Regions from separate parts of the Mus musculus genome. Here all the other regions are linked to region 2. Evidence: chromatin contacts called from public HiChIP or PLAC-seq and promoter capture Hi-C data. All regions are on one chromosome and are shown on one strand. Each heading gives the region's core, a stretch centred on a gene start, on an enhancer-like site or on the middle of the called end of the contact. The rest is flanking DNA. Distances are from core to core; before and after follow the strand shown.

Region 1 (4,951 bases), core at 1,113-3,612, 590 kb after region 2:
TAAAGTCTATCATACTTAAGGCCTTTGTTCATATGCCAGCACAAGTTAAAAGCCATTTTAGAACACTTTTATATTCACACACACACACACACTCTTGTACACACACACACACACACACACACACACACACAAGTTGCCGAACTGATGCTGTCCCATATTTTCTGTTCTAGGTTCCCCTTCTATCACCATCATACATTAAGAGGACAGATTCATCCTGGCTGAGAAGCCAGCCTCCTCCCTCCCTCCTTATTAAGGTTCCAGGCACATTCCCCTAATGTTTTGTTTTCATTTCCGAAGATTCCTTTCTTTTATTTTATATATGGGAATGTTTTGCCTTCATCTACCATGTGCATATCATGTGTGTGCCTGGCACCAACAGAGGTTAGGAGAGGCATTGGATCACCTGGAACTGGAGTTAGTAAGGACCATGTTGGTGCTGTGAACCAAACTCAGGTCCTCTGCAAGAGCATTGAGTGCTGGGTCATCTCCCAGACCCTTTGTTTTTGTTTAATTCCTAATCCCGCCTCTCAGCCATCTCAGGATCTTCTGTGGCAGTTTAAGATTCCTTTCTAATGTTTGTTGTACGACCTTTCAACAGCTGTGAGTAATATTGGTCAGGCATTTTTGCGGGTGGGGGTGGGGGAGTGCAAGTGGATTTGTGCTTGTTGAGCCAGAGGCAACCTCTACTCACTGTCATAACATCATTTATCACCTTTGAAACTAGGTCTCTTACTGGCAGGGAACTTCCCAATGATTTAAGCCTGGCTGGTCTCCTGCCTCACCAAGGCTCTGCAGGCACATTTTTATGTAGGTTGTGGGGAATCTTAGCTCCTCGAGCTAAAGGGTAACTGCATTATCCCCTGAGCTATCACCCAGGCCCATAGCTAGGGAGGTTTAAGGGTGTTGGGTTGCTAGGTTTCATTGGATATTTCCTTCATGATAAGACTACGGTGAGCTGGGAGACAGTGCTGTACGCCTTTAATCCAAGTACTTGCAGGTGGATCTCTGAGTTCGAGGCCAGCCTGGTCTACAGAGTGAGTTCCAGGACAGCCAGGACTACACAGAGAAACCCTGACTCAAAAAAACAAAACAAAACAAATGAAAAGCAAAACAAAACAGAAGGCTGGGGCATGGAGGAGAAAGGCCCCAAGGATAAAGTGTTACCTTTACCTGGCTTTAAGTATCTGACCTTGTGTATTGGGTGAACTGTGTGGCTGCTCTGTGTGTGGTAAAAACTACTTTCCGTCTCCTTTCCATACAGTCCTCTGTTGAGGTGAGGAGCAGGCTGGCCCACACTTAGAGTGCAGAGACAAGCTTCTTTTCCATGAAAGTGGAGTTTCTGCTTAAGTTGCCTGAAGTTGCTCTGCCCCGGAGATTTGTCTTTCTGGCCTTACCTGGCCTTACATTAGTAGATCGATTCATCGGTCATTTCACATTAGATGGATAACTTTGGGTTACCGTAACACCTTGTTCCTCAAATTCTTCTGGCGGTGGCTTCCTATCAATGCATATCATCTTTCTTTCTTCCTGTGTTCTTTTTTTAAGATTTATTAAATATTATTTATTATTATATGTAAGTACACTGTAGCTGTGTCTTTCAGATACACCAGAGAAGGGCGTCAGATTTCATTATGGATGTTGTGAGCCACTGTGAGCCACCATGTGGTTGCTGGGATTTGAACTCAGGACCTTTAGAAGAGCAGTCAGCGCTCTTAACCACTGAGCCATCTCTCCAGCCCCTCCTCTCATACTTTCTTTGTTTCTTGATGGCTAGCCTTCTACCTTGTTTGTCCAGCGGTTTCCCACCCCCTAGCCAGAATGCCCCTTTTCTGTTTCTGAGCCCCCAGTAGGGTGCCAGGCAACGAGGACAAGGTCGTGGCAATACTCCTGTGGGTGTCCCACTGACAGCAGGCAGGAAGGGGCTAGTGGAAGGCGGGGCTCAGTGTCTACGTGGTCCACAACCTCGGGTTAGGCAGTCGTGCGGGTCCCCGCTGGCGCAGCCACACCCACGCTCAGAAACGGTTTCTAGTGCCCTAGTTTCGGAACTACTCTGGACTGCAAAAGTCATCCGCGCTGAGGGGTTTTCCCGCGGAAAGTCCGATGGATCCCGCCCCGCCCATCTCTCCATCCCAGAGCAAGGAAGAAGAAAGAGCAAGTTCCCGGGTGGTCCACACCGTCGCCCGCAGCATCTCGGGGTGCACAGGAGGGGAAGAAGGCTCGTGCTTAGGTTCCCAGCAACCCGCAGCGTGGCGACCCCAGTCGGGACGGGAAGCTGCGCGCCTAGCCGAGGGCGTCCCCGGGGCGGGGCCCTGGTCCCCAGCTGTGCAGCCTCAGCGCGGCAGGGGCGGAGCCAGCAGCACCAGACGCGGCCCTGCGGCTCAGGGCTCGGACCCCGGCTGAGAAGCGCAGCCCGGGCCAGCAAGAAGCGGAGGGGGCAGAGCCGCGGGGACACGCCGCGGTGTCCTCCCGGCGTCCGGACGCTGGATCAGCGCCCCGCAGGATCACGGTTCGTTTTGTCCCGCGAGTCTGCTTAGCTCTCTAACTCTTTCGACATCGGGGACCCAGGTTCGGGGTTGGCTGGAGTGGTGGACCGCGCTGGCAGGGATGCTGCGCAGCTGCAGGTGGGTTTGGGGTGTGGTTCCCTCTGTGCCTCTAGGTACCTTCAGGACGAGGCTTTGGGTTTCTCACCTAGAGCCGAGAGCTTTTTTTTTTTTTTTTTTTTTTTTTTTTTTTTTTTTTTTTTTTTTATGTTTAAGAATATAATGCGTTATCAGAAGTGCTTCAGAAATGTAGACTGACTCTGAAGCTTCCTGAGGCAACTTCTGTTTTGAATTTTTGTTGTTTTTATTTAATGGAGGTGTTTTATTCAGTTCGGTCGCCACTTTCTCTAACACATCAGAATGGACACTTCTCCACTTGAACTTGACAGTATGACTCAGGAGCCAGGAAATACAGGAACACTGATACCGCGTTGAAACAGCTCCCACGGAGGATTTGGGGTAGTTTGTTTTAGGAAACCGATCTGATGGCTTTGCTTAGAGAACCACACCACGGAATTCTGTTGGCTTCTTTGGCTCCGCGAACATCAGCTGAGACCTGCGTTTTACTTCCTGTGACTCTCACACTTATTAGAGCCATTTCTCAGCAGAGGGAGGAGCTGTTGTTTCTACACGGGTATCCACAAATGAGTCACAAGTCTACTACAATTGCAAGGCTTTGTTAATACGCTTTTGAAAAGTGAGGTTGGATTCCTGTACTTTGAATAAGACCGAAGATTCAGTCTGGTACTGTCAAACTGGGGCAGGCGGCCTAGGAAGTAACTATTCAAGTTTTCAGTTTCCTAGAGCGCCTGATGGGACAACATGCCAGCTAGGGTCACTAGGCTGATCTGAGATAAACCCTTAAAATCATGTGCTTTCCCACAGAAGCTGAAGAGAAAATTAATTTCTTTATCCAATAACCATTTGGCTGTTGTTTTCACTAGTTGGTAGAAACTGGACATTTAATGAAGTGATTGTAAGTTACTCTGAAATTTAAAATATTTCAGAAAGTTTATTTTTACCAAATTAGTGCCTTAAAAAAAAACATATAGAAGCTTTTGAAGAAAGTAGATGGTTGCTGGAGCCAGACATTAAGATGCTGAGTCTCCCTGAGGCTGGATAAAGGCTCTAAGAAATAGACTTCCCTATCTAGGAGCTCAGTAGAGACAGGAATAACTGCATATCCTGGCTGAGCTGAGGTCAGCCTTAGACAGCAGTTGCAAGGTTCTGGTCTGTTCCAGCCTTTTCATCCAGGTCCATGCATGCAATATGGACACAATGCTATCCTGGCAGCCAGGGCCACAGCTGAGCAGATTCTCCTGGACATCCAACACCGTGAGATGGATGCTATGGGAAATTTATACCCAAAGAAGGTGCCCCAGTGTGGGGGATCAGAGTATCCTGGATCACTGCTGGGACAGCAAGGGAAGGTCTGGGTTCTCATCATCTGCTTGTCTTGGTTGGCAGCCTAGTTTTCATTCAATACATGCATGATTTAAAAAGCATATTAGCATATGTCTATGATTTAAAAGCCCATTAGGAAGGCATGGCTTTTAAAGTGTTTGAATTAACCATGTTTCACATTACTTAGCAGCTGTGTAAAGGCAAACCCAGTCTCTGTTATCATCCCTGGGCAGTTGGGGGCACTCTTTTAAACACCAGAGTGACTTAGGAGTGATTAGCAGCTGTCTACTCACCAGTTGATACAATAGTTGCTCCCCATCTGAGGACTGGCTTGACTCCCATGATTTTTGCTACCCAAGCTCTGAAATAGAAAGTTCCAGAATAGTAGTAGTATATTTTGATTTATTTTACTTGAGACATGGTCTCACTGTGTAGCCCTGGCTGGCCTGGAATTCACCACACAGACCAGGCTGGCCCAGAATTCACAAATTATCTGTCTGCCTGCTTCTACCTCCTGAGAACTCATATTAAAGGTGGGTGCCACCACACTTGTCAGTAAGATACTCTGAGAGGAAAAACATCCACACCAAATTAATTATAACCATATTGCTGCAATTGTTCCACCTCTAATTCTTGTTAATCTCTTGCTGTGAATAATTTGTGAATTTAAACTTTATCTTAAATATGTGTGCACAGGAAGCAGCATAAACAGGTGCCAGGCGTTCACTAGAGTCTCCTGGACCGGAAGCTCCAGGGTTAAGGAGGACCTAATCTCCCAGTCCTCTGAGGTGGCCCACTAGCAAAGGGCATCTGCCCAACCTAACAGCTTTCATCTCTACGTTTCATCTCTCCCTCCGCGGCCTCAGAGGCACATTTTCTAGAGGAAAGAAAAGATAAAAGTGTGTTATTCAGCATTGCATTTCTGGGCTTTGGCACAGGTTGACTCATGGTTAGCGGAAAGGAGCGTTGATTAAACAGTGAACCTGACTGTAGATGAGGGTTGTCCA
Region 2 (4,908 bases), core at 2,397-4,896:
AGATGCAGTGGGAACTGGGGTGTGGATAATGAACTAGGCAGAGAGACATGGCTGTGTTTTCTCCAGCTCAAAGCTCACCAGCTCAAAGCTCACCAGTCTCTGGGCTATACTGTGCTGTGTTCTCTGCTGGGTGTCTGTGTTAAGGAGAACTCAGGGATGTCTCCCTTACCAGGTCCTGTGCCTCATTTTCTCTCACTGAAAGCCCATGTAATCAATGGCTTTTGACCAGTGTTCTTAAATTACCAAGGCTGCCCCTTCTCAGAGATGATACACATATCTACAAAGAGGTTGGGGAATGTATAACATATAAATATTTGGCTATAATACTTTCCCTTGGTAAAATTCTACTTGGTTATTATTATTATTATTATTATTATTATTATTATTATTTATCTTCTCTAAGATTATAGCTATGATCCCATGGAGTACTGATACCATAAAAATTATCAGATTGGATGTCACTCTTTCCCACAACTTCTAAGAGACACATGAAAGTTTAGGGATACCTTATGTAAAAATGGCACAAACTTGGAAAGTATATTGGAAATTTAAAAAATATATTCATAAAAGTCTATGATCCATGTTGCACACCCGCACACACACACACAGAGAGTAAGCTGATGAAACTTTAATAAGTTCTTCAGAGTATACCAGTGAGATTTCCCTGGCTCTGATAGCAGAGTAACAGTTGTTATACGGAAGAACACTGAATGGCTGGGTCTTCTCTGTGTACACTTTTTGCAGTTTCCTGTGGCTTAAAATTATTTTAAAGAGAAAAGTTAATAACTAAGCTAAAGAAGGATGTAGCGGGCCTATGGAGGGAGAAAGTAAAGCAGGTCTGTTGACTGTTATACAAGACCCTAGGAAAATACAGGTCAAAAAGAAAGGGCTTGTCAGTTGTGTCAAGGCGGCAATAAAGGTAATTTTAGGTGGAATGGTGGAAATGAAAAGCATTGGCTTGAAGAAATGACTTCCTTTGGGTCAGATTCTCAGCTTTTGACTGTACCTCTCCCAACAGACCTCTTAAAAGGTAATGCTATGTCAAGATGAGATGGTTGAAAAAAATCTAAGTAGATAAGTTGTTGGAGTGTTTTTTATTTTTATAAAATTTTTATAAAATATTAAGCACTTTGTAACTATAAATTCATTCTGTTTATAATCCTAATGTGATAGGAATACTGAGCTCCATTGTGTAGGTAAGGAAACCGAGGCACAGAGAGGTCAATTAACTTAGCCATTTAAGACATTTGGAATGAAAATCTAGGGAGTTTGATTTTCCTCATTATTCCATTAATAATTGGAGCAAATCTTAGTGTCTGGTGCTGGGTTCTCTGCATTGCTCTCCCTCCGAAGCCTCCTTAGTAACCAGTGCGACCTCAGTGATTAGATCCTTCATCTGGTTTATGGTTTAGAGTGGTTTGAGCGACAAGAGGAGAGGGAGGAGTTAGTAAGGGAGAGACACGTGACAAGGCTTTCGGTAAGACTGCACCCTGGAGCACAGGATACGGTAATGTGAGCCGCTTCAGACATGTAGAAGAGAATCGAAGACTGGGCTAGTGAGATGGCTGGGCCAGTAAGATGGCGCAGCAGGATTCACTGTGAAAGCATGATGATGAGTTCCATCCGCAGAACCTACAGTGGAAGGAGAAAAAATGGAAGGAGAAAAATTTCTCTCCTCCCAAAAGTTGTCCTGGAATCTTCACACACATTCGAGCACACACACACAGATACATACACACACATGTGCACCTGCTCCACACACATGTGCACACAACAATCACTTATTTTTAAACTCCCCAACCAAGTGGGAAGTACATAGGTAGAAGCAAAGAGATAGGGAGTGTCAAGAGCTTTATCCACTGTGCACCCAACATGCTGCAGAACATTGCTGTCTTGGCAGCCTTTCTCTACTTCCAGGTCAACGGAGGACTGGGCTTCTTGGTACCTAGTTCCTCTGGGTTCGTTCTCTCTCTCTCTCTCTCTCTCTCTCTCTCTCTCTCTCTCTCTCTCTCCTTCCAGCAAATTTATCTCACTAGAAATGATAGGGCTACCTTAAAGAGACATACAACATAATTGCTAAGGCACAGCTTGTAGGCCAGGATGCTGGTGAGTGGCTGAGCAGATGCAACGGCCATTGAGAGAAAGTGAAGCTCTAGGAAAGCAGTCTATGGGGGTTGATTGAGAAGAACTGCTTCCCAGGGCAAATACATGCAAATGTGCATGCATTTCCTCTATGGACAAGTTCAAAGCTTGAGGCTGAAAATCCACAACACTCCACCCAGTCTCAGACTTTCCATTGCCCCTCCCATTTCTTCCAGTCTGTCCCTTCCCTTTGTCACAAATGCAAAAGAGTTGAGTCAAATAGGTCTAACTGTTTAGATGGATTTGAACTTAAGAAGCTGGCCTTCTTTGGAAGAGGCCAAAGCTCTGCCACTGAAATGGTGACTTGATCTTCCTTAAACCAACAAATTCTCAACTCGACAACTGATGAACAAAGGCTCTCTTCTTCCCACCCCGAGCTCTGAGAAAGATGACCAAAAAAAAAAAAAAAAAAAAAAAAGATGTTAATTAAAAAATTAAAAGAATGCATTATGCCATTTGTCTGGGGGCGTGGGGTGGAAAACATGTTTCTGTCTTCTAGATTTTAATTTCTTATGAAGGTGAACTTCTGTAACCATTAGAATAAAAAGGTGAGATATTTTAATTTTGTAAAAGAATAAACAAAAATAATATCCCCACACCAAAGGCTGAGCTCAGTTTTAAGGCCTTTACAATGCTGTAAACAAATTGGTGTTCCATGTTCACAGAATGAAAACCCAGCATCAAACTGTGTATACATACATAGTTTGTATGTATATCCCTGCCACAAACGTCTATCCCTGCCACACATCGATATGGGTAATAAGCTTGGGAAAACATGTAAAAATACGACCAGAGCTCTCCATGATGAGCAATCTATAAGAATCGCAGGAAGGAAGGGAATACAAGGGCAGAGAAAAGTATCGTAGAAAGAGTAGACACATCATCGGTGAGGATTGTACCAGGACACGTTTTGATATGACCCTTTACAGAAACATCAGCTTCCTCCCATTATATGGGAGCAAGCCATAAAATAATGTGGCTTTATGGATTTGAAAGTATGTGTCCACATGGGAAGGAAGATAGGCAGGTAGGGAGCACACATCCCCAGGCGGCAGATAAGACTCCCTGTAATACATCAATCGAACCGTTTCTGTATTTTCCCTTCACCCCAATTACTATGAGACAAAGCTAAAGAAAAATTCCCCCTAGAATAAAACAAGTTGCTGCTTCAGGTATTTTCAGACATGATAGATAGCGCGCCCGGCACATTTGCTCAACTACTCTGGTCAGGATATGGCCGGGAGAAAGTTTGCGCTCTCAGCATCCACCTGCCCGATTCCTCACCATTCGCATCGCCTCCTCCATCCACTTTTCCGTCTCCTGTACGGACACCACGCACGGGCCGTCTGGAGTAGTGGTGGACTCCACCTTCTCCTCCATACCTCCGCCGCTCAGAGACTCCGGGCCGAGGGACGAGAGAAGAGAGGACAGCGGAACGCGGCGGGAGCGGACCTTGCTTCCAGGAGGACGGGAAAAGACGAGGCACCCGGGAGCTATTTGCGGACGGACCCAGGCGTCCCGGATCAGTAAGCGGCGGCTGGGGGACCGAAAGCGTCGCTGCTCCGCTCTAGTCCACGCCCCCTTCCTCCGCTTAAGCCACAACCTCTGCTCAGAGAAACGTCTGTGGTTTCTGGAGAGCACCTAGCGCCGCCACCGCGCTGCTGCCGGAGGTCCAGGCCAGGTGGACGGAAGACACGGTGAGCCAGCCCCTCTCCCCTAGGCAACCCACACAACACGGGGTCTGGAGATGCTGAGATCAATGTGGAATTTTCTGAAACGTCACAAAAAGAAATGCATCTTCCTGGGCACAGTCCTCGGAGGTGAGTGACAACATGCTTTTTAGAAGGGGCCATTGGCAGAAAGGAGTGACAGAGGTGACTTATAAAAACAGGCAGGGCCCACTGATACCAAACTGGGATTTGTCGAAGGGATTGGCTCAACCGTCAAAGAAGAACCTCTAAAGTTCTTTTATCTGGATCTCTGTGCCCTTTGCCCCTCACTCTGCCCCCGTCCTTTTTCTCCCCATGGGCCTTCAAGAGTCTACCCCAATGAAGTTTCTTTTCAAAGCACTATTCTCGTATAGATAGATACATTTGCCTTCCAATTTTCTTCTTTTGCTTTCCTGTTAGATTTTCATTCTGTTTGTCAACTCTGCTTTCAACCTTTCACACGAGTTTCGAAATATTCTAGGGCCATTATCTTAAGTCTGCTCTTTGAGGTGGTGTTTAAAGGTAAACCGAAAACAGCATGTTGCTGTAAAATATACAGCAGATAATTTCTGTTCTCCAATTGTAAAGTACAAACTATATATCAACACAGTGCTTATTCTGCAGTGTTGTCAGGACTGGCAAGGTTGTGGTCATGATCCATTTTGGTGATATAGTTGAGTTCACTGGCTGAGAGGAAAGTTAGAAACAGGATAAAAATCTTGATGCTGGAATTGTAACTTTGTGGTAGAGTGCTTGCCTAGGCTGACTGCATTGGGTCCCAGGGAAGGAGCAACACACACACACACACACACACACACTGCTTTAAACCCTTTGTCTTGGAAAGACAACCCTCAGTTAATAATTATGGGATTTTAAGAAGGGAATCTTTTGAACAACACAAAAAGGGAGTTTAAAAGAATTTTTAAAACTTGAGTTTTAAGAACTGTTACCACTATCCTCTGATCTATGTGTGTGTGTGTATAAATATATCATAATATGACTTAAAATATTAGGACATTTGTAAAACAGTAACCACATTCTGCATATCTCTGAGGTA
Region 3 (4,739 bases), core at 1,553-4,052, 990 kb before region 2:
GGCTGGCCTCGAACTCAGAAATCCGCCTGCCTCTGCCTCCCGAGTGCTGGGATTAAAGGCGTGAGCCACCACGCCCGGCTTCATAGTCACTTTCAAGTTGAAACTTTATACATGTGTAGACGCAGGATAGTTAAATATGACTGCCGCGAGTTCATATTGCAATGGTTGAGTCTTGCCCAGAGGATGCCATTTCATATCCCTCCTCCCTATTCCCTGGCTCTTACCTTCTTTCCTCCCACTCTTCCACAGTGTTCTTAGCCTTAGAGGTGATGACAGATAAGTCTTGTTGAGGGCTAAGCACTCATCTTTAACTTATTCTCAGCCCCACCCCACCCCCTCATAGCCATGAGTCTCTCTGTACTCACTGCCATTGTGGAAAACTCACTCCTGGAAAATTGGAGTTCTCTGATAAAGGCTGAGAGTAGCATTTGTCTATGGATATTAATGTAAGCATTTGGAATACTGCTTGATGTTATGCTAGTTTAGCTAGATAGCAGTATTAAGTTCTGCTCTGGGTTCTGTGACCTCGAATTCATGGATTTGTGGCCAGGTTTATGGAACCAGATATATAGATTCCTTTTATAGAGCAGGCCTCAAATACCATGAGAGCATTGTTAGCAACGATGCCATTATTGCAAAAATCAGCACGTCCTACTTGGAAGGTTGGCTTCCACCAACAGACATACAGACAAAGAACTCAGGTAGCCCTATCTCTGGTTGCTGAATTATTTGATACTAACCAATCCAGGTAATGGGGACTCGCTTTTAATTGTGATCCCACCAAGCTCCAATGGAGAGTTTGAAACCAATGGATGGCAGTGGTTAAACTAAGCGGGTCACAAAACCAACCCGGAAGTCATGAGTCAGCCTCGGATCCATAGGGACAAGTCGGAGATAGATGAACATGAGGGATGAGAGTAATCATTGTCAAAGAGTAAGCAAAACAGTGGGTGGAAGAACCTCATGAAGAGCTTCCAGGTAGACATTGGTCCTGTCGAGCCTTCAGAGCTAAGCTACACCCAGATTCCAGACCCACAAAACTGTAAAATTATGTCGTTTTGAAAAGTTCTAGGAGGAACGTTAAATCCTTGAGACAATCTAGTGTCACAGAGGCGGCCTTGAACTGAGAGTCTCTAAACCTTAGACTCGAACCCTGATCATTTCTGAATAATTAGTGCAGACTATGCCTCCCTGGACCTATTTCTCTACCTGTAAAACCAAAACCATCTCAGCTTTCCTTAAATGAAGCAGTTTGATTCTTTATTAATTCTACTGTGTTTTTTTTTTTTTAAACGTTAAAATAAATACTGATAAAAATCAAAAGAACACAGGCTGGATCAGAAGTAGTCTAGATTGCTGGCGGCTTTCCAGCTTCCTCTTTCTTTTGCCTGAAACTATCTGTCCTCAGTCCTGTTTTACCTCTTTGCCTCCTACCCCAACCCTTCTCTACCACTAGCCAATCAGGGTTAATCTACTTTTATGGCTTTTGTGTGTGTGTGTGTGTGTGTGTGTGTGTGTGTCTACAAGGAAAGCCGTACTGCCTCACTCTGAATGGAACCAAGTCTGGAAAGGCCGCCGCCCCTAGCACTCTGAATTTAGTCTGGTAAGGCACAGCGCAAGGGACCCTCTGCTGGAGCGCTTCCCTGTCTTTTAGCAAGTGGGTGTGCCTATATCCCTTGCAAAGCAGTTTCTCAGGAGAAGCATTGCCTGGCTGTCTTGACTTCCCCTAGTGAGCGGCTGCACTTGTATTAGTAAATTAATTCCACTCAAACAGAAAAAAAAAAAAGTTAAATTTAAAGGAGGCATATCGCCCCAAACCTCTCAAGCCCTCCTCCACCTTTCCCTCATTAAATACCCTTCCCCCTGTCTTTCTTTCTTTTCTTTCTTTCTTTCTTTCTTTCTTTCTTTCTTTCTTCCTCTCTCTCTCTCTCTTTTCTTTTCCATTTTCTTTTCTTTTCTTTTCTCTTCTCTTTTTCTTTTCTCTTCTCTTCTCTTCTCTTCTCTTCTTTCCTTCCTTTCTCTCCCTTCCTTCCTTCCTTCCTTTCTTCCTCTCTCTCTCTCTCTCTCTTCTTTTCTTTCTTTCTGGAGGAAAATTGAGGGGACGGGCGGGGGGGGGGGGCGGAGGAGGAAGAACTAAGAAAGGGAAAAGTAAGGGACAGCCCGGGTTCTTGGCAGCGTTCAGAACACATGCCCACTGGCGCGCCTGCGTTCGGAGCTCCTTCACCCAAGCTCTGCGGGTTTCTGCTCTCGCGGCCCGCGGGTGACCTCGGGGTCAGCGGGGTCCCCTCCCCGGAGCTGCTTCTGGCTCTGTGCCAGTCTTCCAACCCCGCCGCCCGCGCCGGTCCCGCCCCGCGTGGCGACTTCTCCCTTTGCCTCTGCCCTCGGGTGGCCGGCCCTGGGTGGGGCAGCTGCGCCTGCAGGACGGTCCTCTGTCCTCTGAACGCCTAGAGCTGGGGCCACCCGGGGGGCGCGCCGAGCCGCACCTGAGCCTCAGGGGGAAACGGACGCCAGCGCTGCGCCGCGACTGGCCGCAGGCTCAGGAGCCTGGTGATCTCAGCCTCTCCAAGCCCCGCAGGCCGGGATCGGACGCCACCCGCTCGCCGGAGCCCTTCGTCCCAACTCTTGTGAAAGTTCTTCGCCCGGGCGGCAGAACCTGCCGCGGTCAGCCGCTCCCCCGCGCGCCGGACCTGATCTTGAACTCCACGGCGCGCGCCCCGGGTCCACCTTGCGCCGCCCCTTGCGCAGGCGACGAGCAGCTGCCGGGAAACCCTATGAACTCTCGAGAAAGGGCGTGACGAAGGGTCCTGCGGGTCGCGGTCCCGAAAGCCGGGATCTTCTTCGGTGGAGCTTGAGGGCAACAACGCAGAGAGCGCTGGAGGATGAGTGTGCGGCCTCTGGGAATCTCCACACGGTAATGCCAGCATGTAAGTCGCCTTCCAGGTTGGAGCCCATCGCACCTCCATCTGTGTCCCCTTCACCACTTTAGAGCAGCGCTTCCTAGAAAGGTACCAACTGCAGTAAGAGAAGCTTCAGCGTGCCTCCTCGAGGCACCCGGGACTGGGTATTGCCAAACAGAGCCGGAGCATGTGTGTGTGGCTTTCTCCCCTAGAGAACCCTTTCTCCCCTAGAGAGTTAAACCTCACTTTTGGGCAGTGGAAAAAATAAGAATGGCAGGGTTTTGATTCAGGTTAAACAAGTAGGAACGCACTGTGTATCTGTCTTCAGGGTCCTGGTCCTGTCAAGCCAGCATTCCCGGGATCAACACCTAGGGTCTGGGAAGGTACTGCCAGCGAGACATTGGCTTTCAGCTGTCATTTTTGCCTGTAGAAGTCCTTCTTAGACCTCATAGATATTTAAATGAGTTTTTTATCCAGTTGTAACCTCCCACCTCTCGCCGTTTTCTTTGAAGAACTCAGAAAAGTGTTCTCAGTAGAAGATGTTGATTAACAAGTAAATAAGGAATGATGGAGGCTTCCGGTAGAATTACAAGTAGGAGGCACTGGAGGAGAGGGTGAGACAGAAAAAGCATGAAGGTTTTGCCTGGATGGAACTACCATCCAAGTTGTGGGATGGCTCAGAGGGACCTGGTGAAAGAGCAGCCTCCGCAGTTCCTGGCCTTCCCAACTGGTCAGTGATTCTCAGAAGGGTCACACTTATCTTTGCGGTGAACTTAAACGTTGTTGCCTTTTTTCACACTGTAATTATTCCCTCGGCCATTTGCTTTATTCTTGGGCCATCAACTTGGCAGACGTTTAACCCCCTTCCACTAACTTGTTGAAGAGGTATAACAAATTGATACTTCCCTCACTCCATTACTCCATCCTTACTTATTTCCACTTCAATTTCCTCTTCCAGGTTACCACCAAGCATCTTGAGTCTTTATTTCCCTTCGCTGCTCTGTCCTGTCTGCATCCCCAAACGCGTTTTTAAGGTGGGAGACAGAACAGAGCATACCAACCACACCCGCCATGCCGCAGCTCTGATCTCTGCTCTGTGCCTTGTAATGAATACCACTTATTTTTATTAAAACTCCATGTGAAGTAATGCCACACCTGTGACTTTTACAGTTTTGCTTCTGCCAGTGGAATGGACGAATGGATAACTTGTAAGCGTTTGTCTTGGGAAACAGCCAGCCTTGTAACATAAGACTGGTTCGCCTATGCAGGCAACAGGTTTGGAATGACTGCTAAGTTTGTTTCCAACTTCAGTTTTTCCTGCAAACATACCCTGACTTTTCACTGGAGATGTTTAGGCAGCCTCCCCAGGTATAGAGACCTCATGGGATTAAAAGCACACACACACACACACACACACACACACACACACACACACACACACACACACTACTGATCAACCAGTAATGATAACACTCTCGCAATTTGGATTAAGTGTGATTAAATTTATGTCTTCTCAGGTTGAGTCATGAGCAAACAATCATTCAAAGCTTTTTGTCCTTGATTTAAATTTCTTTACCAAATTCTTTTGCTGGAAATATTTTCTCTCTTTCAAGATGGTTATGCGTATTTTCTGTGCAGTTGTTTGAGACAGCTTAACCCATTTTAGCCAAGTTAGACTACATGGAGATAATGCCAAGCTACCCAAGGAAAATATTTCTATTATCTTGTTAAAAACGTTGAAATGGGAGACAAATTATATTTTTCAAATTTTAATTTCAGTAAATAAAAATACGCAGGCTACTTAAGGGTCTTGGCAGGGTCTTTCTTGTGTAGAACAAACTT

What was found. Promoter capture Hi-C pulls out the DNA fragments that hold promoters and counts their contacts. HiChIP or PLAC-seq counts read pairs in DNA pulled down with a chosen protein or histone mark.
Region 1: a promoter capture Hi-C map of liver shows a contact between it and region 2, with 3 times the contacts expected there. The contact joins the promoter of Stx11 here to the promoter of Pex3 in region 2. A contact is called at or near these places in 4 of 39 promoter capture datasets (liver, pre-B cells and stem cell-derived epiblast-like cells) and 1 of 115 datasets of contacts at active chromatin or transcription factors (large pre-B cells).
Region 3: a contact with region 2 is called in an H3K27ac HiChIP or PLAC-seq map of embryonic stem cells, with 5 times the contacts expected there. The contact joins the promoter of Adgrg6 here to the promoter of Pex3 in region 2. A contact is called at or near these places in 1 of 39 promoter capture datasets (embryonic stem cells) and 2 of 115 datasets of contacts at active chromatin or transcription factors (astrocytes and embryonic stem cells).

Annotation. Positions count from the first base shown.
Region 1 is chr10:12,961,670-12,966,620 of GRCm38.p6, reverse strand. It overlaps Stx11 (syntaxin 11), which reads left to right and starts at 2,362. Exons shown (of 3, transcript NM_029075.1): 1 at 2,362-2,621.
Region 2 is chr10:13,551,880-13,556,787 of GRCm38.p6, reverse strand. Pex3 (peroxisomal biogenesis factor 3) reads left to right here and starts at 3,646. Exons shown (of 12, transcript NM_019961.3): 1 at 3,646-3,962. The coding sequence starts at 3,890. Adat2 (adenosine deaminase, tRNA-specific 2) reads right to left here and starts at 3,881. Exons shown (of 6, transcript NM_025748.4): 1 at 3,427-3,881. The coding sequence starts at 3,522.
Region 3 is chr10:14,543,099-14,547,837 of GRCm38.p6, reverse strand. Adgrg6 (adhesion G protein-coupled receptor G6) reads left to right here and starts at 2,802. Exons shown (of 25, transcript NM_001002268.3): 1 at 2,802-2,924. The coding sequence starts at 2,923.